2 separate regions of the Mus musculus genome follow, and region 2 is linked to region 1. A link is a contact called in public HiChIP or PLAC-seq data. All regions are on one chromosome and are shown on one strand. The core of a region is the stretch at or near the end of the contact, and the rest is flanking DNA. Distances in the headings are between cores, read along the strand shown. Region 1 has its middle 5.4 kb from the start of Gm32640. Region 2 overlaps Polk (polymerase (DNA directed), kappa).

Region 1 (3,381 bases), core at 453-2,952:
TACATATACATACATATATACACACACACTCATATACTCACATTCACACAAGCCACTCACACATTCACGATCTCACACACATCCATTCATGCATATACATATACACACATATATAAATACACATATATACACACACATACACTCATACTCACACATACACTCAAACACACATGAACAGACACATACACTCACTCTCACACACATATATACTCATATACATACATACACACATATACTCACATATAAACATACATATAAATACACACATACACATAATACGCATACTCATATAAGTCCACAAAATAAAGACACATGAACATACACAAACCTGTCTTCACACAGCCTAATCAATGCTTCGTCACTGAGTGAGATACCTAACCCATAGAAAATTAAATTGCTTATCTTTAGCACCAAGGATTGAACCCAGGGCTTCGTGCATGCTAAGCACATGCCCTACCACTGAACTACAGCCCCAACACTCAAGAAAAGGAGTTTCAATGCTCCCTTTGCTCTTCCAAAATCAGATTTACATATAATTTGTAATTTATTTTTAAAACATTTTTTGAAGGTTTCTGGTTTTGCTTGTTTTGAGACAGGGCTTCTCTCTGTCCTGGCTGACCTCAAACTTCCTTTGTAGACCAGGCTGGCCTCAAACTCACAAAGACCCACCTAAATGCTGGGATTAAAGGCGTGAACTTAATTTGTAATTTTTATGTAATCAAAAATAGTTTTAAATTATTTTGTGTGACTGAGTGCTTTGCCCGCACACATGTATGTGCACCTCTAGGGACATGCAGTGTCCACAGAGGGTGGACTAAGCACTGGGTCTCCTGAACTAGAGTTGTATATAGTTGTGAGCTGCCATGTGGGTGGTAGGAATCAAACCCTGGTCCTCTCAAGAACAGCAAATGCTCTTAAGCCACCTCTCCAGCCCCTTCATGTAATCTTAATAGACCAACATGACATGAAGAAGATTCAAGGAAATTACCGACAAATCATTTGCTCATAAAAACATAATTGAAATAGTGTCTTCCAATGGTATACATGCATTGTGTAACTACACTAGGGAGATCTCCAAATTTGTGTCCTCTGTATATTGAGAGGCATAGCCAATGAGCACAGCCATGATTATACACTTTCTGAAAAATCCAATGTACAGGCGAGCATGCTTCTAATGGGTAGATATGTGCCCAGTAGTAGAGGATGTTCTGTGAAGAGCTAGACACAGCCTTCTCTGAGGAAGGCAGTGGTCAGGGAAGAGTGAAGAGGAGAGAGGAATATTTGCATTTTCTCTCTATCTTGTTCTGTACTTTGCATCTTTAAAAAAAAAAGAAAATCCTTGTTTCATAAAAAGCATGACATGAGCATGTTGGTGGAGCCTCACGAAGCAGCCAGTGGCCTGGCGAGCTTGCTGGTGAATACTGTGCCTCTGGGTAGCAGAGCATGGCTGTGTGGTTGGCTTTGGCCTGTGGTCTTTAGCTCTGCCAGCTGTGTGGCCCGGAAGCCGTGGACTTCCTTATTGCTAGTGTGCCTCTGGGTTTTGTGTCAATACCACAGCATACCTGTGGGAAGTGCTGGCCGGCAAGGCTGGCCGCTGACTCCCCATAGCCAAGTATTCCCACAGGCCTCACCCTCTTCCAGGCCTGAGTCCAATTCATTTGCCCTGGGGCAACCTGAAAGCCAAATACAGGATGATAGCTGTCCTTTGGCTTAATCAACTGTCAGCGATCACTGATCACGAGGTGAATGGAACAGTTCTGTGTGCCCTGCAGTGGGAGAGCGCTGCTGTTTGGAAATGACACTGAATTTCTGTTCCTGCACTGCAGCTTACCAAATAGTCATTGAGCTGTGTTTCCCCACCTGGAAGACGGGAAGGATTTGTTGGGATAGACTGTGTCAGTGCAGGTCAAAGTGCCTGCTGCCAGCTCTTTGGGTCCGGTTATTGATTAGAATCCTCAGTTCTATAACATTTCACTCTAGTGTAAATGTCTGGATCGCTTGCCCCCAGATTTGCATATGAAAAACTGTGAAGGAGCAGACAAGATAGAATGAGTGAGCCTTTAAAAAGATGGTTTATTAGCCTGGTTTCCAAGATAATGTTCTTGGTAATCCAACAGTGGCTGTTTGACTCAGGAGAGGTTGAGAGTCTGGTAGAGGCGGGATGTCTCAGCAGCCCCAGTGGGGCCCGGAAGCTCTGGAAGATTTGTGAAGTGCTGCTGCTGCTCTTCTGTCTGTGCTGGAATCCTCAGAGATGCTGGTTCTAGTCTCGATGAAGGAACGAAGGAACGTCACAGATGATCTTGCCGGGAGGGATGGAGGTGACAGTCAAAGAGCAGTTTCCTTTTCCCATGTCCTTACACCTGGGCCGCCACCAGAGGGTGGGACTTCCTGCTTCAATGAATCTGCTCAAGAAAATCCCTCAAAGGAGTGCCTAGTAGGTTGCGTTTTAGTTGACTCTAGATTTGCACAAACCTACAATCAAGGCTAACTATTACAGAAACCTAACCCCCCAGAATTTAGAGTGGCTGGTAGGGCTCCGGGATGAGACAAAGGTAAGGAAGGCGGAGTTAATGAGCATTGACTGGGGACATTTTGACCCTGTCAGGGGCATTGGTAATATTTGGATATTTTCTTTTCTCCTCTTTCCCTCCCTTTTCTTTCTTATCACAACTAGGGGCAGAGCTGGGCTGGCACACCACTGATGCTGCTAAGCATCCCGAGGTACACAAAGTTGAACTCAAACAATTGTCTCTTTAAAGACTGATTGATTGATGCATTTATATATATGAGTGCTCTATCTGAATGTACACCTGCGTGTCAGAAAAGGGCATCAGATCCCATTACTGATGGCTGTGAGCCACCATGTGGTTGGTTGCTGGGAAATGAACTCAGGACCTCTGGAAGAGCAGTCAGTGTTTTGTTTTGTTTTGTTTTTGATTTTTCGAGACAGGGTTTCTCTGTATAGCCCTGGCTGTCCTGGAACTCACTCTGTAGACCAGGCTGGCCTCGAACTCAGAAATCCTCCTGCCTCTGCCTCCCGAGTGCTGGGATTAAAGGCGTGCACCATCACCCCGCCCAGCGAGCAGTCTGTGCTCTTAACCACTGAGCCACTTCTCCAGCCCACAACTGTCTCTTGAAAAGAGCATCAGTGGTGCTGCAGCTAGGATGCTCTATTGGAGCAGTCGTTCTTCAAACAGGTGATGGTCTTTTATTGGGAGATCCAGAGGGCAAAACTGAGAACCCAGGAAAATGTTCTCTCTGTGTCTTTCTCCTGCTTCCTGATTCTTACTCCTTTTTTTTTTTTTTAAATATTTTTGTTTTTAATGTGTACAAGTGTTTGGCCCGAATATACGTCTGTGTATCACACGCTTGCCAAGTGCT
Region 2 (3,381 bases), core at 316-2,815, 970 kb after region 1:
CTCTAGCTCTTACTTCTTTCTGCCTCGTCTGTTACAGTTCCCTGTGTGCTAAGGGAATGGCTTGATGAAGACATCTATTTAAGACAGTGCTCCAGAATCTTTTACTTCCTGCATACTGCCCAGCTGTGGTTCTCTGTGTTAGTTCCCATCTACTGCATGAAGTTGTTTCTCTGATGAGGGATGAGTGAGGGACTCATCTATGGGTATAGCAGAATGTTATTCGGAGATATTATACTGCCTTATATAATATATGGTTAGAACAGTGGTTCTCAAACTGTGGATCACAAACTGAAGACCACTGTTGTTTTTTATTACTGTTCTGAACAGCAATACTGGTTTTTCCATTAGGCCCAGGGCCTATCTAGTCTAGGGTTCTTGGCCACCACAGTGTTGTCAGACACAGGTGCCATCTCGTGGAGTGTACTTAAGTCCAATCAGAGTGGTGGGTTACTTCCAAATGTTTATGCCACTATTACAGCAGCAGCTCTTGTTGGCAGATCACCATTACAGATTACAGGGTTTGTAGCTGGGTTGATAGTTCCCCCTCTCCTCCAGTCGCATGAATGAGTACTTTCCAGTACCATGAACATGAGGCATTCAGGATGAAGCCTCTAGTGAGGCACCATCTCTACATTACCATGTTTGATGGAATTATATAAGTTCTGTATCAGCAGTAAGGAATTACCAACAGTTTTGGAAAACAACAAATAGCTTTAGAAATAGCCTGAGATATTTGGCAATTTCTTTGGTGTCACTTTGGCCAACGATTTAAATAGATGTAACCTATTCTGGGGACGGGAGGTTTTACATGGTGGCATAAGATTCTAGTTGTGGCATTGCCTCTTACTTGACGACTTCATTTTGATTTCTTTCATATATGTATATATTTTAAGAAGTGTCTATAGTAGTAGGTTTCCATATGGCCCCTCAAATGGCTCTAGTGTCAGTCCCCCCCCCCCACATCCTCCCTCACTTCTCCTTTCCTCTCCACATTTAGGCCTACCACGCTAGGAGGGCTTCCTCTTACCACTGTTCCTTTATAACAATATACCCTAAATTCTCTTCCCTGGGAGGTCCTCTCTTTTCCCCAGTCCCTTACTAGGTACCTAATCTCTGTGGATATACAGACTGTAGAGCACACATTGACAGCTTAAAAGCTAAGATCCACATATAAGAAAAAACATAGTGTTTGTCACTTTGGGTCTCGGTTTCTAGATTGATCCATTTATCTGAAATTTAAAAACTTTTTAAAACAAGCTGAACATTCCATCCCGTAAATGTACATTCCATTATTCGCGTATCAATTAATGGACAGCTTAGCTGTCATAAATTTCTGGTGATTATGAGTAGAAAATCCATGAACAAGTAAGTATCTCTGGGTTGGACGTAGAGATCCTTTGGATATATGCCCAAGAGTGATCTAGCTGGATCTTGAAGTGGAATGATTTTCAGATTCCCAAGGAACCACCACATTGATCCTCACGGTGGCTGTACAAGTTTGTGTGTCATCAGCAAGAAGAGTTCCCCAACCCCACATCCTCACAAGTATGAGCTGTTATTTGTTTTATTGATTTTGGCCAATGGGACTGGTGCGAGTCAGAAAGTAGTTTTGATTTGCATTTCCCTGATGACTAAGGGTGTTGAACGTTTTTTTAAAGTGCTTCTCAACCAATTGTGTTTCATCTTTTGAGAACTGTTTAGTTCTGTACTCTACAATCAACTTGGGACACACACACACACTCAGATATGTAATTGGTATAGACCTTTCATAATGTGTAGCTTGCTGCTTTGCCTAATGGATGGTGTCCTTGGCCATACAGAAGCTCTTCGGTCTTATGAGGTTCCATTTATTGTTGGTTTTAGTGCCTGTGCTATTAGTGTCTTGTTAAGTTTTCCTGTGTCATGAGTTCAACACTATTTCCCATCTCTCGTACCAGAATCAGGGCCTTATATTGAGACCTTTGACCCATTTGGAACTATTTTGTGCAGGGTGATAAATATGGATCTATTCACATTCTTCTACATGCAGCCATTTGGTTTAACAGCACCATTTGCTGAAGATGCTGTCTTTTTTTTTTCAGTGTGTACTTCTGGCTTGTTAAAAAAAAAAAATCAAGTATCCGTAAGTGTGTGGACTTTAGTCTGAAGCCTTCAGTTCAATTCCATTAATCAACATGTCTGTTTTTATGCCAATCCATGATGTTATTATTAACATAGCTCTGTAGTCCTACTTGAGATTGGAGATGGTGATTACTTCTAATAGTTATTTTATTAACCAGAATTGTTATATTATTTTAGTTATCTTGCACTTTTTGAGTTTCCATATGAATCTGAAAATTGTTTTTTCAATGTGGTGAAGAAAAGTGTTGGAATATTGATGGAATTGTGTTGAGTCTGTAGATTGCTTTTGGTAGGATGGTCATTTTCATTACATTAATCCCATCAATCTATGACCATGAAAAATCTATCCAGCTTCTGGTATATAAGTTATTTCTTCAATGTCTTAAAGTTTTTATTATATAAGTCTTTCACTTGCATGATTAGAGTTACCCCAAATATTTTTAGAGGCTATTGTGAATGGTATTATTTCCCTGTTTTCTCAGTTTGACAGTTGTATATGGGAAAGCTACTGACTTTTGTGTGTTTTGTATACTGCTACTGAGTGTTTATCAGCAGTAGAAATTTCTCGATGGACTTTTTAATGCCTTTTATGTATAGAATCACATTATCTGCAAATAAAAAACCACAGACTTTTTCTTTTCTATTTGTATTTCCCTGGTCTCTTTCAGTTGGCTCTCTAGCTAAGACTTCAAGTACTGTATTGAATATGTGTGGAGAGAGTGGGCAGTCTTCTCTTGGTCCTCATTTCAGCACAAATGCTTGAAGTTTCTCTCTGGAATTGCTGTAACATAGCTTGCTGTGTTGCTGTGTCCTTTGTATCCTTAGTTTCTCCAGGACTTTTAACATAAAGGCATGATGGATTTTTGTCAAAGGCCTTCCTGCATCTAATGTGATGATCATGTGGTTTTTATCTTTTGGTCTGTTTATGTGATATATTACATATATTGATTTATGTATCTTCAACCATCTCTGGCTCTCTGGGTTAAAGCCAAGTTGATCAGACAACTGGGCAATAATTTTGATATGTTCTTAAATTTGGTTTGCAAGTATTTTATTGATTTTTTTTTTTGCACCTGTGTTTATAAAGGATATTGGTTTGTAATTCATTTTGTTGGTCTTTGTATCCTTAGGTATTGGGGTAATTGTGGCTCCATAAAAAGAATCGGGGAATGTTACTTCTGTTTCTACTTTGTAGAATAATTTAAGGAGTATTGACATTTATGTTCTGAAGATCTAATAGAATTCTGCACTGAATCCCTC

The links. HiChIP or PLAC-seq counts read pairs in DNA pulled down with a chosen protein or histone mark.
Region 2: an HNF4G HiChIP or PLAC-seq map of pancreatic cancer cells shows a contact between it and region 1. The contact joins two enhancer-like sites. A contact is called at or near these places in 1 of 115 datasets of contacts at active chromatin or transcription factors (pancreatic cancer cells) and 1 of 9 other capture datasets (liver).

What each region holds. Positions count from the first base shown.
Region 1 is chr13:95,552,544-95,555,924 of GRCm38.p6, forward strand. No RefSeq gene overlaps it. Among named protein-coding and RNA genes, the nearest start is that of Gm32640, 5.4 kb to the left of the region's middle. Within about 2 kb of position 1,703, at least 52 of the 459 cell types and tissues checked have an H3K27ac peak or open chromatin away from gene starts, as enhancers often do. A contact at or near this core is called in pancreatic cancer cells, where this site is marked.
Region 2 is chr13:96,520,481-96,523,861 of GRCm38.p6, forward strand. The region is part of intron 1 of Polk (polymerase (DNA directed), kappa); the gene reads right to left. Among named protein-coding and RNA genes, the nearest start is that of Polk, 20 kb to the right of the region's middle. Within about 2 kb of position 1,566, at least 4 of the 459 cell types and tissues checked have an H3K27ac peak or open chromatin away from gene starts, as enhancers often do. A contact at or near this core is called in pancreatic cancer cells, where this site is marked.